Regions from separate parts of the Ovis aries genome. Here region 2 is linked to region 1. A link is a contact called in public Hi-C data. All regions are on one chromosome and are shown on one strand. The core of a region is the stretch at or near the end of the contact, and the rest is flanking DNA. Distances in the headings are between cores, read along the strand shown.

Evidence for each region. A called contact is a pair of places that touch in the nucleus more often than the background predicts.
Region 2: a Hi-C map of mixed tissues shows a contact between it and region 1, with 4 times the contacts expected there. The contact joins two enhancer-like sites. A contact is called at or near these places in 4 of 16 Hi-C or Micro-C datasets (mixed tissues, muscle and tail adipose tissue).

What each region holds. Positions count from the first base shown.
Region 1 is chr15:40,419,731-40,426,756 of ARS-UI_Ramb_v3.0, reverse strand. No RefSeq gene overlaps it. Among named protein-coding and RNA genes, the nearest start is that of DKK3, 22 kb to the left of the region's middle. Within about 2 kb of position 4,381, at least 9 of the 54 cell types and tissues checked have an H3K27ac peak or open chromatin away from gene starts, as enhancers often do.
Region 2 is chr15:40,495,258-40,502,283 of ARS-UI_Ramb_v3.0, reverse strand. It overlaps DKK3 (dickkopf WNT signaling pathway inhibitor 3), which reads right to left. Exons shown (of 8, transcript XM_042233057.1): 8 at 5,569-7,026. The coding sequence ends at 6,936. Among named protein-coding and RNA genes, the nearest start is that of DKK3, 53 kb to the right of the region's middle. Within about 2 kb of position 2,638, at least 6 of the 54 cell types and tissues checked have an H3K27ac peak or open chromatin away from gene starts, as enhancers often do.

The sequences.
Region 1 (7,026 bases), core at 3,132-5,631:
GTCCTGAGGGTTAGTTTTTTACTTTTTTTTTAAAATTTGACACACACTCACTCTGTACTTAAGGGCAAGCCAGGTGGCCTTTCCGGGCCTTGTCGGTTCCCAGATCTGTGAGGTATCCTCTTAATGTTCCCCAGCTCTCAGGGATAGTGTGAGGGCCGTGCTGAACCCTGGATGCTGAAAGGGCTTGCTTCGAGCAGAGATGGATGGGCGTGTCATGCATAACCCTCATTCTGCGCTGCCTGAGCCATCATCACAGTTTGAAGAGAATCTGGGCAGAAGTTAGAGAAAAGAGAAACTTTTTATTTCTCAGTGGAAACACCTGCCTTTTGGGACATGGATTTTAAAAGCAGCTGCGTGATCGTAAGTCATGTCTCCTTCCCGAGTCTCAGTGTCCTCATCTATGAAGTAAGGCTGTGGGACTAGATGGACAGGTTTCAAACAAGGCTCCAGAAAAACACTCACTGGCAAGAGACTCGTCTATCCCCACAACTGCAGACATAATTATAAAAAATTCCCCCTCGTTTTACATATTTGGCTTTTATGTAGGTTTTCTGTTTTTCTTTTTTTTAATAAAAAAAATCCTGGAGCTAACTCGAAAAGGAAAATAAACCGTACTGCTAACTAATCTGTAAAGACTATCCTCTGGCTCTGGCCATCGTTCACACACACACGTGGACCCACGTGCTACTGCTCAGCGTGTGTGCGGGCCTCTTGCGTTAGGTGTGCGGCCGGGCCTCTGGGTACTGAATTCCTTTGTAGAGGAGAACTGGCATTGATCGGCGGTCTGTGCTCCACTCAAAGATGACCATTTTCCATAGCCGCATTCCTGAGTCTGAATAACCTTTGGCAGCTAAAGGCCGAGAAAGAAATTCAACAACTGGTCCAGGGGAAAGCTGCTTTTTCCAAACGCTGGAAATATGTTTTAGTTGCAGGTGACGGGGTTGCTGGGGAGTTTGTGGGGACAGCACCACCTTGTGGTTCCTGTGGTCATTTTCTGGAGCAAGGACTGGCAGCTGCTAAAGCCTGGATCCTGGAAGAATGCACTCCTGGAACTGGGGATTTTGAATTTACTGGCAAAGGTCTTTCTGGGACCACAGCCTGGGTCGAGCCCAGGTTCCGTTCAGGCATCAGGCCCAGGGACCTGACTCTAAAGCCCTTCTCTGGAAGCTGCTGCACTGCTGAGGCCTGTGAAGGTCATGGGGCAGATGTGCAATTTCTGGGGAGCAGTACGCTGTTGCTGGTGGGAGAGTGTCTGGATCAGGATGATAAGGGCAAAGCCTGAGAGGCTATGGGACAGCTGACGGGGCTGAGGACAAGTTGGGAAGATGGTCCACCAGGAAGTCGTAGAGGGAGGGTAGGAGGTGGCAACCCCCTGTCCAGAAAGAAACTCAAGATTAATGCAAGGAAGAGAGGACTGTATCCATCACCTGGACCTCATTCTGACCCCAACCCCGGACCCTGAATGAGCCCTCTTGCTTTGCCCCTCTCTCCCTGCTGGGAAGATAAACAAAATTTAAGAGTTTAGCCCCCCCCCCCACCCAAAAAAAGAGTTTAGCCCAGCGCTCGGCACATGAAAATTCCTGTCCCTCGTCTGTCTCTACCCCAGTCCATTCCATGGACTAGACCTAAGGGTGAGAGCAATGAACCCAGCCCAGGCAGTGTGAGAACTCACAGCCTGGTACAGCGCTGTCGGTTACAAATTTAACACGTGCCACAGACGCCAACTGCTTATTTATTTAAAAAATTTTTTTGTAACTCCATGAAAAGAAGGGGGAAACAAGGTGAAATTACTTTTTAATAATATATTTTATTTAATCCAGTATCTTGTTATGTCAACATGTAATTAAAATAATAATAAATAATGATATATTTCATATCCCTTTTTTCTCTGCACTACAGTTCTGTCTGTATTTCACACTTGGAGCATGATTCTCTCTGCCCTCCAGTATTAAGAGGCTGCGAGAAGCACTATTTACTATAGCTAGAACATGGAAGCGACCTAGATGAATGGATAAAGAAGTTGAGGTACATATACACAATGGAATATTACTCAGCCATAAAAAGGAATGCATTTGAGTCAGTTCTGATGAGGTGGATGAACCTAGAACCTAATATACAGAGTGAAGTGAGTCAGAAAGAGAAAGAGAAATATCATGTTCTAGCACATATATACGGAATCTAGAAGAATGGTACTGAAGAACTTATCTTCAGGGCAGCAATGGAGAAACAGACAAAGAGAATAGACTTACGGACATGCGGAGAGGGGAGGAGAGGGTGAGATGTATGGGAAGAGTAACGTGGAAACTTACATTCCCATATATAAAATAGATAGCCAATGAGAATTTGCTGTATGGCTCAGGAAACTCAAACAGGGCCTTTGTATCAACCTAGAGGAGTGGGATGGGGAGATGAGAGGGAGGTTCAAAAGGGAAGGGATATATGTATACCTATGGCTGACTCATTTTGAGGTTTGACAGAAAACAAAATTCTGCAAAGCAATTATCCTTCAAAAAAAAAAAAGAAAAGAAAAGAAAAGAAGCAAACAAAAGGAGAGGCTGCTAGAACTTTCAGGGCTCCCCCCAAGGAGCTACTTCTCCATCACTCAGTCTCCGGTGTGCCCTTTAGCCCAGCACAGGTCACTCCCTAATGCGGGGCTTGATGTTCTTTCCTATGAAATGCCAGGCTGAACTGCTGACCTCTGACCTTCTGCCCCGAGGGAAGTGTTGCTGTCAGCAAATGCAGCCTGACCCTAACCCGAATCCTGCCCTGCCTGCCCTGCCTCCCTCAGGTAAGAGGCTCGGCTGTGCTTTCCAATGAGAGAGTCACGCCTGTTGACTGGTGGCCCTGTTTCCCCATCTCAGCTTCCTAAGCGTTGCCGTTCTGACTCCACCCAAAGGCTCCGGCACTAACGATGCTGCTGACTCTCTAGCCCCCTGAGAAGGACTCCCGGGGCTCATCTGATGGCGTCCTGGGCTTAGGAATCTCTTGGGAAGAAACCTGCGGTGGAAGACTTCCCTGGTGGTCCAGTGGTTAAGACTTCACCTTCCAATGTAGGGGGCGCAGGTTTGATCCCTAGTTAGGGAACTAAGATTTCACATGCCACACACACACACACACACACACACACACACAAAGAAAGAAATCGGCTGTGGGCTCCTCAGGTTTTTGTCGCTAGACAGAGCCCCAGACTTCCCCCAGCACCTAGACAGAAGGACCCCCTTGGTGGAGATGACGGAGAAACTGTGTCAGGCTGAACTCTGAACAAGAGACCCCTCCCCCATAAGCCTCTGAGGCTCAGCCGTGTGCCTGACCCTCCACGAGGGCTGTTTCCCCCAGCTCCCTTGCTGAGGAACTCAAGACTCAGTGGGCTTCATTCAGCTGCACAGAACCGGAGAAGGGCTGCAGAGCCCCACCCACACCCTCCTGGGCAGCGGCTGTTCCCCAGGGCATGGCTGTCTCTACTCCTCTCTCCCTTCCTGTGCTCAGGGACTCAGACTGGTTAAGCCAGAGGTGATGGACATCATCAGTCAACTCCTCTCTGTGGAGGCAGCTGCTGCCAAGCGAGAAGAAGAAGGTTGCCCCAGGTCCCAGCACTGGTCAGCGGCAGAATGTCCTGTCTCCCAGCCTGGGCCTCTCTCCTCCCGCCACCCCTGCCCCATATCTAAACCATATAGCTTCTCCGCTGTACTTGCCAGCTGCTCCAGGGTCATGGGTAAAACCACTCAAACTCAGAAGCCCCTGCGTGATCTGGATCCTGCGGCTCCCTCAGCCTCACCCCAGCCCCCTTCCCTACACACAGACTCCACTTTCTGGCCACCCGGAGCCACTTCACTTTCCCCAGAGGGTCTCCCTCCTTCTCACCTCCAGGCCTGATGCCCAGGCAGCTCCCTCTGCCAAAAAGTCATTCCCTTCCCCTTCTCTGGGTGCAGCCAACCCTTCTCATCCTCAGAGACCAGTCCAGACATTGCCCTTCACCCTATTTCCGCAGCCACTGCATCACAGCCACTGCCAAGCTCGTGTCTGCTCTCTCCTGGTATATCCCCGGCCTGGGGCAGTTTAGCGATGAAGGTGTGAACGAGGTCCTGGGTTCCGGAAGGTACCCATTCCAAACTCACGTCATGCTTGAGCTGTCTCCCTTCCCCTTTCCTCACGTCATGCTTGAGCTGTCTCCCTTCCCCTTTCCCCGGCGCTGTGGTCTCGCCCTCCCTTCCACCCCAAGGTGCCCTTCCCCAGCAGGAAGGGAGTGGACCCTATTGCTGTCCCTCAGCCTGTGACCAGATGGGGCCTGCGAGGTCTCTGAGAGCCACCAATGGTCAGCAGAGGCCCGGCCTCGCTTCCTCCCGGCCCACAGACACTCTGCAATCTGCCCAGGAGATGGCGCCAAAGTGCTGCCTGATAGGTTTCTGGGTCCCTGGGCTCCCCTTCACTGGGCCAGAGCCTGTCTCGGGTTCTGTGGCGGTGCCCAGGGTGCTGCTCCCTAATGACCATGGGGCTGCAGGCTCCTTGACCATGAGGGCCAGGAAGGCTCACTGCCACCCCGTGCTCAGTGAGGCTGGGCTCTGAGCCACCCTTTGCGCGGTAGCCTCACCCCGGAGCCTGGCACCAACTGTGGGGCACGGAGGGGTCAGAGACCATGTGAAGACTGATAAGGTCCCGTGCGTGTCCTACGCCAGGTTTCTCATCACAGTGACTTTGGTGTCCTAGGCTTGGAGGCTAGAGCTGACCGGGAACTCCTCATTATGAAGAGCCGTTGTGCCTGGAATGGGTTCCGCGTTCACTGAAAACATTGACCCTCAGGGTCATAACTCTTGGGGCGGCTGGGTGGGACCAGGAGGGCAGGACTCCTTGAGCCAGTTGTCCCCAGTAACAAGCACCTCACCCACTGTAGAATTATTATTATTTTCTGCCTTTACTTGGTGTGAACATGGTTGGGAAGCAGTGATCCAGAGACACACTGTCCAATATGCTAGCCACTAGCCACAGCCACTGCTTACAATTCAGTCAGTTAAAACTAAGTAAGATTTAAAATCCAGTCCCATAGTCACACTAGCCACTTTTCAGGTCCTCAGTGGCCGCACGCGGCTGGTGTCTATCCTATTAGACAGCACAGAAACGAGCATTTCTCTCCTTGTAGAAAGTCCTGCATGCACGCTCAGTCACTTCAGGCGCGTCTGACTCTTCGGGATGCCATGGACTGTAGCCCAACTGGCTGCTCTGTCCATGGGATTGTCCAGGCAAGAATACTGGAGTAGGTTGCCATGCCCCTCTCCAGGGGATCTTCCCAACCCAAGGATTGAATTTGGGTCTCCTGCATTGCAGGCAGATTCTTTACCACTGAGCCACCAGGTAAGATCAATAGAAAGTTCTACTGGACAGCATTAATCTAGTGCTTGCTTTGGACTCTTTTCTACATAGGATGTTCTTTAGAATTTCAAAAAGTTCTCGACTTCTTAGTACGCTGCCTTCCACTGCTATGGTTGCTGCAAGGCAACTGAGAAATGGAGTCAGACCAACCTAGGGTTAAATCCTGACTCTGGCATTTGCTTGTCTTGTGGCCTTGGAGAAGTCATGTGTCCTTCCTTATCCTCTGTTTTCTCGTCGATGAGATGGAGATAGTATTACCCAATTCCCACGGTTATTGGAGGATTAAATGAGGTAGGGCTGGTGAGTCACTGGGCGCAGTGCCCGACACACAGTTTTATGGCTTGACCACCCCAACCCCAACTTCATCTACTTGTATCCACTCACCTACAAGCCCTTATCACTGGTCTGTACTGTGTTAAGACCTGCGTCGGGTTCCACGGCTATTCACAGTGAGCACAGGGCTTGATTCTAGAAGGAGATTGCAATCTAGGTGGGAGGGCGAGATAAGTGCCGTGAAGCAACTTGAAAACAATTCTTGGGCAATTCATGGGGCGGTATGTCATCCAGTGATACAGGGCCTGACAGAAAAGGCACTTCAGGATGGGAGATTTATCTGAGAAGGACTCGTAGGGGAAGGGTGGGAGTCCAGCCAGTCTGGAAGGAGGCTCAGGGTGTGGGCTGGCAGAGCTGATGGCAGAGCTGATGGCAGAGAAGAGGCAGGAGAAAGGGGCTATGGCTGAGAAACAGAGCTGATGGCAGAGCTGATGGCAGCGAGGTAGCCCTGCAAGGGTTGTCCTGAAGAAACCAGAGGGTTTGCTGAGAAAAATCGCTTGACTCTTGGAAGCTGAGTCGTTTGAGTTTGATGAAGCTGATGCTTCCCTGGACAGGTAGGGCCTTGAGCTCAGACGTGGGCAGAGCTTAGGGAAGACTGTAGTGAAAGCGCTAGTAAGAGGGTCTGTGAGGGAGATCCTGAAGGCAGGGTGACCCACAGTGATGTGTGAAAGGAGAGGCCTTGCTGGGGCAGCAGGAGGCACCGTTTACCAGGAGCTGGTCACACGCTGTGCGCTCAAACTGCTGGGTCCCAACGTGACTGGCAGCCCTGTGCAAGAAGCTCACGTCCGACCAGGATTAGTGGGCAGGGGGTAGACACTGAGAGGAAATGGAAGAAATGCACTTACAGCGTATCAGAATCTGAGCCCCAGCTCCTCATTCAGGTGAGAAAGAGAACAGGATGGGGGCTGAAAGAAGAAGTAAGGAGAAAGGAAAGTGTCTACAGAGGGGCCTGGATATCTGCGGAGTAGGGCTGGGTGCAAAAGCATCAGGCAGAAACACACACACACACACACACACACACACACACACACAAGCGCACATGCACACGCCTATTACACACACGCAGATGAACATGCCTATTACACACACGCACATAGCGGTATATGCACACATAAGTATACATGTTTAACCTCCCAATATACATCTGCATGCTAACTGTACACAAAGATCCATAAGGAAATACCCTATGTACCTCTGTGCAAATGCACGTTCGTGCACATGTCCAGGCACTCATCAACACCCGCGTGTATATACATATGTTCTCCTTCATCCCGGCCTATCCTTCCAGAGCAGGAGCTGGGGCTGGGGTGGGGTTTACAGTCGCCAAGC
Region 2 (7,026 bases), core at 1,389-3,888, 77 kb before region 1:
TACAGTAAAGTTCTCGTAAGAGAGATGAAAAGATGTTAATATTTAACTTTGGAGGATCCTGTCAATATTTCAAAATAAAAAATTTACCCTTTTTTCCCTTTTAAGAAAGAATTTAAAAATAGTATTAACAAAGGTTGGTTGCAGTTTGAATATAATGATTTGAGAATTCCATAATATCTTAAAAGTCTCCACAAGGGGGAGAAAGAAATCTTTTCTAAGGTATTTTTGTGGCTAATTTTTATTCCATATAGACTATGTAGCATTCTGCTAAATTGAATGGCAGTATTATTCTGGGTTTGGATTAGTAGACTTGATGGTATTCTCAGAGGAAAATGTTAAGCATTTGTTAACGAGTTGTCTTTCGGATCACTTAGATTTTCTGGTGCAATATGATGGCTACTTGGTTCTGGTACAGGCCTGCTTACCTGGGATACAGGGGTTAGTAAATGTGGTTTCTCCTTTCAAGGACTGACTGTGGAACAGAGGAGACCGATCTGTTAACAAAATGGGTTTGGGGCCTTGTTTGGTTTGGTGTTCCTGTAAGAGTAAATAGTGAACTTTCCATACTGCTCATCCTGTGCCTTCTACCCGTGTTGTGTTTGTTTCGTGTTTGCTGCTTCTAATTGCAGGCATATTACAAACACCAAGAGTAAAGAAAATGTGTATTTCATTACAGAAAAGAAAAAGCTTTTTGCTCTTCAGTGCCATGTTGCACTTTAAAAATCTCAATAGAAAGGGATGGTGATTTCAAACTGATTCATGGCAATGGAAGCAGTAATTTGTGGTGAAGAGATTCATGTGTCAGCCTTCCTCAGAGAATCAAGTGAGCACCTCCAAGCCAAGGGACAGTGGAACCTGGTGATCACTCATCTACTGAATCTTCTGAGGCTGTGGCAGGCCACGTGCAATAAAGTGTGACCTTGCCCCCCATGGCTTACACCAGAGTTTTGAAGAGGTTTTACTGTGGGGCACATGAGTTTGTGTCAGCCAGGCACACTCAGTGAGAACCAAGTACTTGCATATCTGTGGCAGGGGCTGAAGGTCAGGGGTGAATTCTGGCCAAAGAAACAAGAGCTATGTTTTCACTACTCTGCCTTGGTTATTTAGCTGGTCTGTACCGAGGTTTGCTAGATAAACGTCTGCTTCTCAAACTAAGGGATAGCAGTCCATAACAAGATAAAAAAGAGTCAGGGAAGGAACTCTGCACTACACAGTGTTTGGTAATCTCTTTTGTAATGGAATGGAAAGTATCGATCCTTTAACTTTCTGAGAAAATGGGAGTGAATTCTGCCAGTCGATTAGCTGTTGGTTGCCAGGCTGCTCTGTTAGGAATGGTATCTAGACAGCTACAGCCACAGATTTCCAGCATGGTCTGAGCTGAAGAGTGCACAGTATCAGAGCACTGCAGTGTTATTGCTAAATCTGGAAGTGACCTGTGAATGTATGGAATACAATAAAATCTTTTATTCTGGTTCATTTGCTAGTTTTTCCTTTTCAATTGGCTGCTGTTCTGAATTTTGTCCCTTTGTTTAGCATAAAAAATGACCAACTCTTGCACTTGTGACTTGCAAGTTATAGTCTAGACAATATGTAATAGAAGATAATCTGAATTCGTAAGATTTTTTTTTTTGCTAAATGTATTCCACCTAAGCAATTTCTAATTTTTGCAAAACAATATTTTGGTCACTAGCAGTCAAAAGCCTTCTAGGGCCAAAAAATCCTTAAATCGAAGGCAAAATTGTGTGCATGTATAGTTTTCTAGGGGTCTAGTAAATGTTGTTTTAAAAATCAGGTTTCCAAAGGAGTTCACCACCCAAATAAAGTTTGTAGTCACATAGGATTGGTGTACAGGACATCAGAAGATGCTCCTTCAGTGTCCTTTGTGGGGAAGGGGGTGCTATGAGCATTTGGTTAGATACAGTGTTAATTTTCGAAACTTTACTCAGAAACAGTACTTGCCAGATTCATGAGTGCCTTAAGTCAGGTTTAACCATTTAGAAAAGACTAGGGGCCAAGTTAGGAGGGCAGAAGAGTGCTGGGGAGGGGTGTTCTGCCCATCCCCCATGATAGTTCCACCACCTGCTTCCCTCACTGGTCTAACTGGTCAGGGCCTGAGAATTTACCAAGCCAGGGGATCAGTGGGCCCCAGAACCTTGCCTTAAGGTGAGTACCATGTTCTGTCTCTGCTTCCTTTGTTCACAACCTATCCCTTCCACCAGTATAGAGGGCATGCTTCATGTTCAGCCTTTTATAATGCTGAAGTAACCAACTGAAATACCACCTTTTAGAGATACGAATAGTAGAGTGGTTCTGTTTTTCCGGTAACTGTGCCAGCTGTGTTCTATTGAATACAGTTTCACACTGGAAGAGGACTCGCAGTTCTGTAACTTATAAGTCACTTTGCATTATTCAAACAATCTGATGAAGTTTTTCAGTCATCTGATTCAAAGGTCTCCACCCCTCAACACACACACAGTGCCTGCTGGATGTGATGCTCTCTGCTTAGCAAGGGAAGGAGGCAGTGGTCAACACTCCCACTCCCCACTGGCTCTTTCTGCACTAGCTCTATGGATGGTGGAAAAGGTAAGGAAGAGGGCAGACAGCAGCGTCCTGTTGGTGGTGGTGAGGTCACTGTCTCACGCGCACACACACGTACATTCCATTATGGTTTATCACAGGATAGTGAATCATTCGTTGTGCTCTACAGTAGGACCTCGTTTATCCATCCTGTATATGCCAGTTAGCATCTGCTAATCCTAAACTCCCAATCCCTGCCCTACTCCCCTTCTCCTTGGCAATCACCAGTCTGTTCTGTGTCCATGATTCTGTTTCATAGGCTCATTTGTCATATTTTAGACCCCACATCTAAGTGATAAATGGTATTTATCCTGACTTCACTTATGATTATTTCTAGTTGCATCCACGTTCGTTTTATTGCCTCTGCCTCACAGGAAGTCGGAGAGAGAGAGAACCTATTTTCCAAACACTGATCTTCCAAAAGGGGATTTCTTACCAGCTCTTTTGTCAACTTATGTGAGGCAGTTGAGTTGCTGCTGCTACTGCAGCAACCCCTCTCAGCAAGCCCTACGAGGAGATGCCTAGCTCCACGGCTCTCGGCTCTCTGCCTTTAGAAACCCGGTCTGGCTATCAAAACAATCTCTAGTCGGCTTTCTGGACTGGTGCGGATGCACAGACCCCAGGAGTACTTCCTCCCTGTATCCCACTCTTCTGCCGCAGCAGACCACCTTGTTCCTCTTTGCAGCTCTCGTCCTTCTGCCTTACACCCCTTTGTCCTGAGTGTGTCAAAAGCCCAAAGAAACAGGGTAGGGAGGCTGGAAACGACTTGGAGGAGTAAAGAGAGGGAGCAGGAAGACAGTATGAAGAGGAAGCTGGGAAGAATCCGCAGCAATCATTTTTGTTCCATTATACTCCTCAGTCTAAGACTGGGTGGGTGGACAAGCCAGCCACTCACCTGTGCAGAAGGTGGGGCTCAGACTCAGAGCTTGTACCAAACACCCAAACCCTTCATTTTCTAAACTTGCTTTCCCATTGCAGGTGGAAAGCAGGTGGGTTGGGATTCATAAAGCTATACTTTGTTCTCCTTTTGCTTGTTTTTTATTTCAAACAACATAGACTAACAGCACCTGATCTGTCTTGTTTGTGGTTGACTTTAGAAGGAGTCCAGAAATAGCTGATGGCAGGACTGCGTTCCTTCTCAGCGAATTCAAGGACCCAGACATTTTCTACTCTGCGGTAAGCCCCCAAAGGATACCCGTATCCTAAACCCCAGACCCTGTGAATACTTCCCTTACGCAGTGGTCTGGCACTCGCATCTTCCTAACCGTCCCTATTCCTTCTGCCCTCCTGAGCAACTATCATCTTCGAAAGCCAGTTCCCATGCTGCTTCCCTTCCTGGGAGGGCTAGTCAGGACGACGCCAGTACCAAACTCTGCCCCCCTTTATACATTCCACTTAGAATCCTGAGTAGAGATATACCAGCTACTTGAGTCAAGCCTCTCATGTTGTTACATTTTTGTGGCTATGATGACAAAGTAGAACAAGATAATATACCTGCATATAAGCTCCAGGAGACAGGAGCCTGGTTTTATCTCATGTACCACTGTCTCCCTGACACCTTACATAGGGCCTGACATTTAGTAGGTACTCAATAAATTTTTGGATGAAGTAATTTTCGGCCTCTTCTCCAAATGCTCAATTTATCTCACCTCTTAGCCACTGTGCATTACTTGCAGTTACTCTTGTATACCATCATCCCTCCTCTTTGCCTCCCTCCACCTGTGGCCCAAAATGCCCTTTCCTGTTCCTTCCGCCCTCCTGAGCAACTGTCATCTCCGAAAGCCAGTTCCCGCCCAGCTCCTCCAAGCTCCCGTGTGCTCCTGCAACACTGCAGATGCCGGGTCGATGGCTTGCTCTGTCAGGCTTCTGCAACACTGCAGATGCCGGGTTTGATGGCTTGCCTTCTGTCAATGCTGCATTCAGTGTCTCTCCCTCACTCGGCTGGGACACCTTCAGGAAAGGGACTCTGTCTGGATCAAGTTGGTACCCCTGGGGCATATCACAGCACCTGGGCCTGAGCATCTGGTGAGTAATAAGGATGCAGAGTGGTCCTGATGACTGTGGACACTGAAGAGAGAACAGCTGTGTATCGCCATCTTTAAATTATCAGTATATCCTGGGCATACTGTACTAGATAATTGTTTTTGTTTGACGTCTCTTTCACTTCGGCTTTTTGAGTCTCCCATTTCATCTGCTAAATGAAGAAAATACTCTTCATGGGTTTAATGAAGATTGACTGAATATGAGTATACTGTCTAATCTGGTGTCCATCATATATCACCCTGACCTTCATATATAGTAGCTTTATTACTGTGAATTATGGTCCCTGAAGATCTGTGTTCGGTCCGGAACTGCAATTGACTAAAGCAGCCTCCCCTCAAAAGGGGCATGTGCTGGGTTGTGTGCTTAGTCGTTCAGTCTTGTCCGACTCTTTGCAACCCAATGGAGAGAGGAGCCTGGCAGGCTACAGTCCCTGGGGATTCTCCAGGCAACAATACTGGAGTGGTTGGTGTCCCCTCCTCCAGGGGATCTTCCCAACCCAGAGATTGAACCCAGGTCTCCCGCATTGCAGGTGGATTATTTACCATCTGAGCCACCAGGGAAGCCCAAGAATACTGGAGTGGGTAGCCTATCCCTTCTCCAGGGGATCTTCCTGACCTAGGAATTGAACCGAGGTCTCCTGAATTGCAGGCAGATTCTTTACCAGCTGAGCTACCAGGGAAGCCCCAAAAAGGGCTTACACATTCCATTTACTCTTCCAGAGACAGTGAAGCACTGACACTCTTGAGGACTAATTCCTATCCAAAAATGGTTAACATTTCTAAAATATTTTGATGCTTCAGTTGCCTAGAAATTTTGCATTATGGAGGAGTTTTTTTTTTTTCCTTTTTGGACAATGCAGTTCATTTTTATTTTTTCTGGCTGAAAGGGTTTTCTATTTATTTAAAAAAAAAAAAGAAGAAGAAGAAGAAGTCCAAGAGTTACAAAAGAGTAGTTTAAGTGATTTATGCTTGGTTTCTAAATGCAACATATGTGTTTATACATAATTTAAAACTCAAAGAAAGCATGCTTATACAATTGTGACTTTAACATTTAATAACTCTGGATGCATACATGATGGAAACAGTCCATGACACCTGAAAATATCATTTATGGAACAGCGTACAATTCAGTGCTCTCAGCTTGGATATTACAACCATATTTCATAGAGCCTTGCTTGGTTTGATTTTCTCCATGTGGCTGATAATGGTCTTCGGTTGTTGGTAAGTGATTTTACAAATTTCATTTATAATCCTGGCCCTACGATTACCTAAGCACTGTTTCTGGCAAGTTAACGTTTATTATGCTCCAGTCATGTGTACCTTCAAGGCTACTGATGTGACTGACTGCCACAGGGAACAATGTTAGTACTTTCTGTCTCCGCTAGAATGACAGCCACCCCCACAGCAAGCATGCTGTATTTCTAACAGTAGAAGTTCAACCTTACAGGGATATGTGAACTAGGTTGACTTTTGTTCCATATGTGCCTCAAAAAAAAGAGAAAAATCTCGTCCTCCTCATAGGGGGGACTTTTGGCACACAGAAGCTGATGGGGAGCAGTAGGGAGAGCACTGGGCTTGGAGTCACACCTGGGCAGTCTGCTCTGGTCTTTACTAGCTGTGTGACTTGGGCAAGCAAGATGACATCTCTGAGCCTCCGAGATCCTGACCAACAAGGAGAACAATACCCTGCTTCAGCAGGCTGTGGTGAGAGGACGTGGACTGCTGCCCTGGCACAGAGGTAGGAGCTGAGTGACACTGCTGAGAGGATGGATGCAGGCAACGCAGAAGACATCTCACCTGCAGCAGCCCAGGGCAGCGCATGCCTGTGCCCACGGCGGGAACAGCATGGAAGATTCACTGGTTGCATTTTCACAGGTTTACGTTTGCAAAGCAGGGCATCCTTCTCCACGTGTCTGAGAGTCAACATTCCTCTAAAACCCATCATGGGGAAATTCTGCATCCTCTTCCATCCCCTCCCCGCCCCCAACAACACTCAAGGCAATGTCATACAAAACGAAACATGCCATCTGCCAACCAGCAGAGGCGGAGCCGCCAATACTTTGGACCAGTTTAGCAGCCCTGTTCTGCTTCAGCCTCCTACACCCCAGTCTTCCCCAGGCACCAGAGCTGTGAGGATGCACAGTGGGGCGAGGCGTGCTGGACAAGGGTGCAGCGCCTCATGTTGTTTCAAGCCAGAAGGAAAGTGTACTGGGAAGAGGCCACAGAAAAAAGCCTGGTGAGCCCACACCTAGGGACACAGCTGGGGAAATAAATTAGCTACTCTATTGCACGTCTACCCACACAACAGGCCTGGGTCTAAATCTCCTCTCCCTCCAGCAGCTCAGAGGCAGCCCCAGGCTCCCCAAGAGCCATCTCCACTGACAGGCTCCTCTCCAGGTTCTCCAGC